Regions from separate parts of the Macaca fascicularis genome. Here region 1 is linked to region 2. Evidence: chromatin contacts called from public Hi-C data. All regions are on one chromosome and are shown on one strand. The core of a region is the stretch at or near the end of the contact, and the rest is flanking DNA. Distances in the headings are between cores, read along the strand shown. Region 1 holds the start of FAM53B (family with sequence similarity 53 member B). Region 2 overlaps FAM53B (family with sequence similarity 53 member B).

What was found. A called contact is a pair of places that touch in the nucleus more often than the background predicts.
Region 1: a Hi-C map of liver shows a contact between it and region 2, with 2.7 times the contacts expected there. The contact joins the promoter of FAM53B here to the enhancer-like site in region 2. A contact is called at or near these places in 2 of 2 Hi-C or Micro-C datasets (liver and skeletal muscle).

What each region holds. Positions count from the first base shown.
Region 1 is chr9:133,712,889-133,715,968 of T2T-MFA8v1.1, forward strand. It overlaps FAM53B (family with sequence similarity 53 member B), which reads right to left and starts at 1,412. Exons shown (of 3, transcript XM_074003026.1): 1 at 1,057-1,412. The region is part of intron 6 of EEF1AKMT2 (EEF1A lysine methyltransferase 2); the gene reads right to left.
Region 2 is chr9:133,601,230-133,604,324 of T2T-MFA8v1.1, forward strand. All of the region lies in intron 2 of FAM53B (family with sequence similarity 53 member B), which reads right to left. Among named protein-coding and RNA genes, the nearest start is that of FAM53B, 110 kb to the right of the region's middle. Within about 2 kb of position 1,447, at least 1 of the 6 cell types and tissues checked has an H3K27ac peak or open chromatin away from gene starts, as enhancers often do. A contact at or near this core is called in liver, where this site is marked.

The DNA.
Region 1 (3,080 bases), core at 162-2,661, 110 kb after region 2:
AGTACGTGTTAATGAGCCTGGGCGGTCAGATGGAAGGAGCTCGGCTTCAGGGGGCGTCCGAACGCGAGGGACCCAGGCAAACCTGTCCGTGCGGTTCGTCGCTGCTGCGGCGCCCCGGCCCGAACCACGAGCATTGTTCCCCAAGTCCGAAGACGGGAGTGGAGAGCTGGGGGCTGGGGGACACGGTGGGGGGCGGGGGAGCGAGAACACACTTGGGACAACACAAACCGCAAACCCTCCCCGGATTCTGGGTGTCCTCGATTCTTTCGTCTCTGCCCCACCAAGAGAAACCCTGAGCGCGTAACCTGCCTCCCACGGGCTTGCAAAATCCAAGACAGGCAAAAATGTGACTTGACCAGTGTGCCTGTGCCGGACGGCCGTTCTCGCCATGTGCAAAAGCCACGCCGACGCGGACGCCCCCACTCACAAGCCCCAGCCGTGGCCTCCCTGCGGGCTTCCCCCGCCCGGGACAGAATGCCCCCTTCACCACCATCCTGACCGCCCCGGACAGTCCAGCAGCAGCGGAGCCCGCCGCCTCGCGCCCGCATCCCGGGGGTGACGGGTGCAAACTTCCGCGAACAAAAGAGTTGTCTGCAAACGATGCGGGAACTTCGGGGCGAATGGGGACACCCGGCTCCCGAGACTCCGCGCCTCCTCCGCAGAGGCTAGTCAAGGCTCAAGTCGAGACGCGGAGACGACACCCCCCGACGCAGCAGTCCCCGCGCCCGCCCGCCCGTCCTGGCCTGGGGAGCGCAGACTTTTCCGCCGCAGCCAGGCTTGTTCGTCCCCATGCCTGTGCTCTGACAAGTCTCACGCCTGCATCAGGGGCGAGACCGAGCGCCCGGAGAAACCGCCCGACCCAATCCAAACGCGAAACAAGGCAGAAAAAAAGACAACCAGCAACACTAGTAAAAAAGAAAAAAAAAAAACAGGCAAGCCCATTGCACACGCGAGCCAGGCTCCCTCCAGCCGGCAGCCGGGACGCACACGGCCCGGACCTCGCTCGGGGCCAGCCCCCCGGCCACCGCCGCCGCCGCCCGGCCCCGGGTCGCTTACTGTGCGCGGCGGGGCGCTCCGGGCGCGGACCCCGCGCCGTCACCGCCAGCGCTCGCCAAGTCTTTCGGGCTGCCCGCCGCGCGTCCGCCGCGCGCACGCTCGCCTGCCGGCGCCGAGCGCTTTGTACGAGCGGCTCCCGGGGAGGAGGAAATCGACTTGTCACTTCCTGAAGTATTTGCAACTCGTCCCTTTAACCGGCACCGGCCAGGCCGCCCGCGCCCGCCGCCGCCGCGGGGCCGCCCGACAGCGGCTGCGTGAACTCGGCCCGGCGCTCAGCGGGCTGCGTCGCGGGCCCGGGCGGTAGGCGCGGCGGCGGCGTGCAGGAGGCAGGCGGCGTGCGGCGGCGGCGGCGGCGGGCGAGTGTGCAGTGCGCGCAGCCGCCGATGGGCGGGGAGTGGGGGCTCGCGGCGCGCCGCGGGCGGGGCTAGAGGGCGTCCTGCGGGCTCCGCCGCGCGCCGCTCGCCGCGCTCGCGCCTGCGAGGCCCCGGGACGCGGGAAGTGGCCCCGGGCCTGCTCCGCGCCACCACGGCTGCCCGGGCCCCGGGCCAGGGGCCCTACGGGCTTCTCTCCCCGCCCCCCGCACGAGCCGGGATGAAAACGCTGGGCCACATAGGCTTCAGGCGTGCAGCTTCCGGGTTGTTAGGTGCCGAGGTTTAAAAGAAACGGTCACTTCAGTGGCGTGCAGGACAGCGGGCGGATGGGGTCGCGGCGCGGGGGGGATCTTGAAGTGTTGTCACACTTTGGGAAAATAAAACGCAAGTTTCCTAACTCGGGGCGCTGATCAAAATGAAGGAATGTGTACTTCAGAAGCCACATCCAAAATACATGCAACTGGCGAAGGAAGGATTTGTGGTTGCTAAGCAGAGGCAGAGCATGTTTAGTTCTGTAACTTAGGATGTTGACTTAAGTTCAGGAATGTAACCCTGATAGAATAAGCAGAGTATTTTCATTGTGCTGCTCACCTGGGGGAGGGGGATTGTTTTCCTTGTGAAGTGAAGCCCTAGATTTCCCATTACTCCTTCCTACCGGTGTATGTTATTTTATTGACCTTGTATCCAAAAAGCAATTTTTAAAGAGAAGGTTTTTTAAACCCCCCATGCCTGTTTTGTGTTCTCCTTTGCCAAAAAAACAAAACACCTCATTACTTTACATGGATTGTGTCTGCGCCATTTGAATGGTTCTATTCATAAATAGGGAAACTTTTTCTGTTGCTTCTAGGAACATTTAATTGGTTTTAATCCAATGTTTCAATCCCAGTATCAAACATAAATGAACAATTAACTTCTTGAGTTTTGTGCGCTTGGGAAACTATTACATTTCATGGCTATTGCTGAAATATTTCAGAATATCATCACACTTGACCCATTCTTTTCAGAAAAGCATGAACGGACATCTCCTTTCACACTACAGCTCACTCCACTGAGTTCTGCTGCATGATTAGAATGGACACCAATCACTGGAAAGGATATGAGTCTATTCATTTCAAGTTACATGATGTGGGATAGAGTCAATTCATCCTAAGAAAGCCAAAATGAACTAACATACAGAATACAGAATACTAAGATACTGATACCCTTACCCATATACGTTGCTTTTTAAAAATGCATTAAGGACCAATCTCGAAAGGAACAAGATCCAAGAACCGATGGTGAACAAAAGAAGGCCCAAGGAATAATTTTAAGAATGCTGCTATGCTTAACCAAAAGAGTCAGTGTTTCCCTAAAGCTATCTGATATCACACAATCACCTCAGCGTTTGAGGGCTTTAAGGACAAGAGTTTAATTTACTAACTTTTTATTAGGAAGCCTAGAGTGACTCCTGCTGGCAAACATTCAGTTTATTCCTACAATTACTAGTTCATCAGGTCAACTTAAAAAACAAGATGCAGGGTCCCAAGCGTGGCAACAATTATTACAACCATTATTCTTGTTGCTTTCAGGATGATTTGCATTTCACATTCCAAGGATGGTGGTCATGGCCAGTTCCTCTGCTGTAACACCTCCTTTCCAACCTAAAGCAGCCTG
Region 2 (3,095 bases), core at 197-2,696:
TGAGCGCCTGCCACATGCCAGACAGATTGTGGTCACGCCGTTGCAGGAGCCGGTACCTCAGGGGACAGACTTTGGAGGCACTGACTCAGGTTGGTCAGGTCCACAGGGCAGGCACCATTTTCCCTTTTCTGTGGACAAGGTATCTTGCCCCAAATCTGACATCCCCTCCAGGTCTGGGAGGCCCAGGTGGTGCCAGAGCCAGGTGTGCTGTGTGGCAGCCAGTCCAGGCCACCCTGAGTCACTTCAGGAAGGGTGGCACCAGTTTGGGGCTCTCTCCATGGTCTCCACACCCCCAGCCATCCCTGGGCCTTGCTGTCCCTGCTCTGGTGGCTCTCTTGGGGCCCCCATGCTGCACATCGGGGGCACCCCTCCCACTGGATTCTCTACGCAGCGTGGCCTTGCCTCTGGTAACTTGAGGCCTAGGGCCCAGCTGGGGACGAGGACTATAAGGAAAATGACCTATGGCCTCCAGAGGCTGAAGGAATCGGGGAAGGAGGAATTCATCTCCGGGACAGCCCATCCCCAGCCCAGACACCTAAAAACCCGGGCCTCTGCAGACAGACCTAGGGCCAGCAGGCCCAGCCTACTATCTCCCCTGCCAGACCCGAGGAAGGCAAGCGCGGGCTCCAGCAGGTCCCCTGTGGACTCCAGCAACAGAGGGTTCCTCATAACGGAGCCTTGGAAAGTCACTCCATTGGTCTAGGGAGTTGTAAAGTTCACCGGAGTGGTGCTCATTGGGCTAAACCCGCCAAGCAGGCCAGAGCCTGGCCACCACTCTCGAATGGCCTTCCCCAAGTCCCCTCTTCCTCAGGCTCTGCTGCCTGGGCCCCTCTGCCCTTGCTGTTCCCACTCATGCTCTGGCTCCTTCTACAGCAAACCTCTTTCAGTCACATAAACCCCCTCTACACCAGCCCTGGGTCAGCACCATCCTGACGGCCCCGCCCTATCTCCCTCTTCACTGGCAGATACCTTCTCTCCCACCAAAACCCACCTCTGCAGCAGCCAATCCGGAAGCAGGCCCAAGCTCCTGTGTGTACCCCGTTTCCTGCCAAGCGTGCAGGGAACCCTGACCCCACATGCCACGGCCTGGTTCACAGTGGGTGCGTCGTGCAGCCTGGGGGCAGAGGGTAGGTGGGAAGGAAGGGTCCACCCCGGTTGGCCCTCCCGGCTAGGCCTCTGTTTGCACAGCCCTGGGGTCCTACGGCCTACACCCCAGGGTGCTGTGGGTAAGAACAGGCCTTGGAGGCCCAGAGCCACGCGTGTCCTCTGAATGGTGGCCAACCCAGTGGCCTCTCTGAGGGCACCCCACAGGCCACACGGTGGCGACGTTGTTTCTGCACCAGGCCCCAGATGGCAGATGGCCTGCCCGAACACAGAAGGTGTGGGAGCTGACGCCAAAGGGCCTCCCGGCGCTCTCACAATTGGAAAACAAACATTTTGTTTCTGTGGTGTACATTCCAGCCAGCACACACTCAGGACAGGACTTGTGAAACCACCTCACTCGCAGCTTGGCGTGAAGAGAATTCTTTGCCTAACAAAAGTCGAGGAACCTTTCCAAAGCACACAGGGTCCTGGCGGGGGCTGAGGCCAGCACACTGCCTGCGCCCATAGACCTTCAACAGAGCCGACCAGCAGGGCGCACAGTGTCAGGGGTGGCTTCTGAGCGGGACTAGCGATGCAGAAGGTATGTCTGAGGCTCTCAGAGAGGCTGCTGGGCACTCGTTCGCATTCAGCTGCCTGGGGCCACGTCGGGGTGCTGAAGACAGGACTGCAGGGTACAGGGGCCTCTGGGCTCCACCCCAGCAGCTCACAGCTCTGTTCCAGATATCGCCTTCCATGGAGGGCACACTGGGGAAAGGGGATCCTTCTTGGAGAAGTGAGCAAATCACCAACCGGTTTAGCCACTCTTGCAGATGAGCAGACAGAGGCTGAACGAGGAGAAGGGATGTGCCCCAGACTGCACAGCTGTGTGACGTGCAATCGGACCTCCTCACTCCTGGGCTGTGCTCAGGAAAGCATGCGGTCCTCCGGCAGGGCGGTGGGGTAGTACAGGCTGGACAGGCCTGGGCTGGAATATCCCAGCTCGGGTGTGCCCTGAGGGACCTTGGCAAATTATTAAACTTCTGTGCCTCAGCTTCTCATGTGTACGAGGCTAATAAGAGCCTCAAAGCCTCAGAAGTGTTTGGAGGGATAAATAGAGACCATCAAGGAGGCCACGGAGAGTGCGATCCCCCCTTCCCACACTCCACCCCACAACTGTGCCTGTGACTCTCTCTGGACACAGCGAAGCCACAGCAAAGGGGTCTGGGAGCTCTGCTTATATCCAACTGCTCTTGCTAAAAAAAAACCTGCTTTCAAGAGCAAGAAGACACGCCAGCAACACAAAAGATAAAATACCTAGGAATGAACTTGTAAGAACTGGTAAAACTGATAGAAAACAAAAAAATACTTTAAAGAACAGAAAAGTAAGACTGAACAAATAGAAATAAATCTTGTGTCAAGTTAGATTCAACCTCAAGTAGGTGTAAAATCTCCCTAAATTAATTCATAAGTCTAATATGATCCCAATCCAAAATATCAACAGCACTCCCAATCCCCATGGTCTTAGGACAAACTAATTTTCAAGTTTTTAATGAAAAAATAAACAAGTGAGATTAGTCAGGAAACTCTGTAAAGAACAGTGGGGAAGCTAACCCTCCTAGACTAGTCCGTATCATATAATATGCCAAACACATTGCTAAGCCTCCAAAACTACAACAGCATATTAGTATGAACGTACATGCATACCTACAGAGACCAATGAAACAGAATGTTCTGAAACAGACCCAGTTTAGTATATGATAAAGGTAGAATCTCAAAGCAGAGAAGAAAAGATGGCATTCTCCACAGACAATACTGAAACAGACGGGCAGCTACATTAAAGAAAAGGTTGGCTCCATATTCACACCACATACAAGATAAACTCAACACAGACCAAAGAGTGTAATATAACCCATAAAAGTACTAGAAGAAAACAGGAAACTTCCTTTATCATCTTGAGAGAAAAAAAGGCCTTTCCAAAACTCAAAATCCAGAGCCATAAAATAAATAAGTAA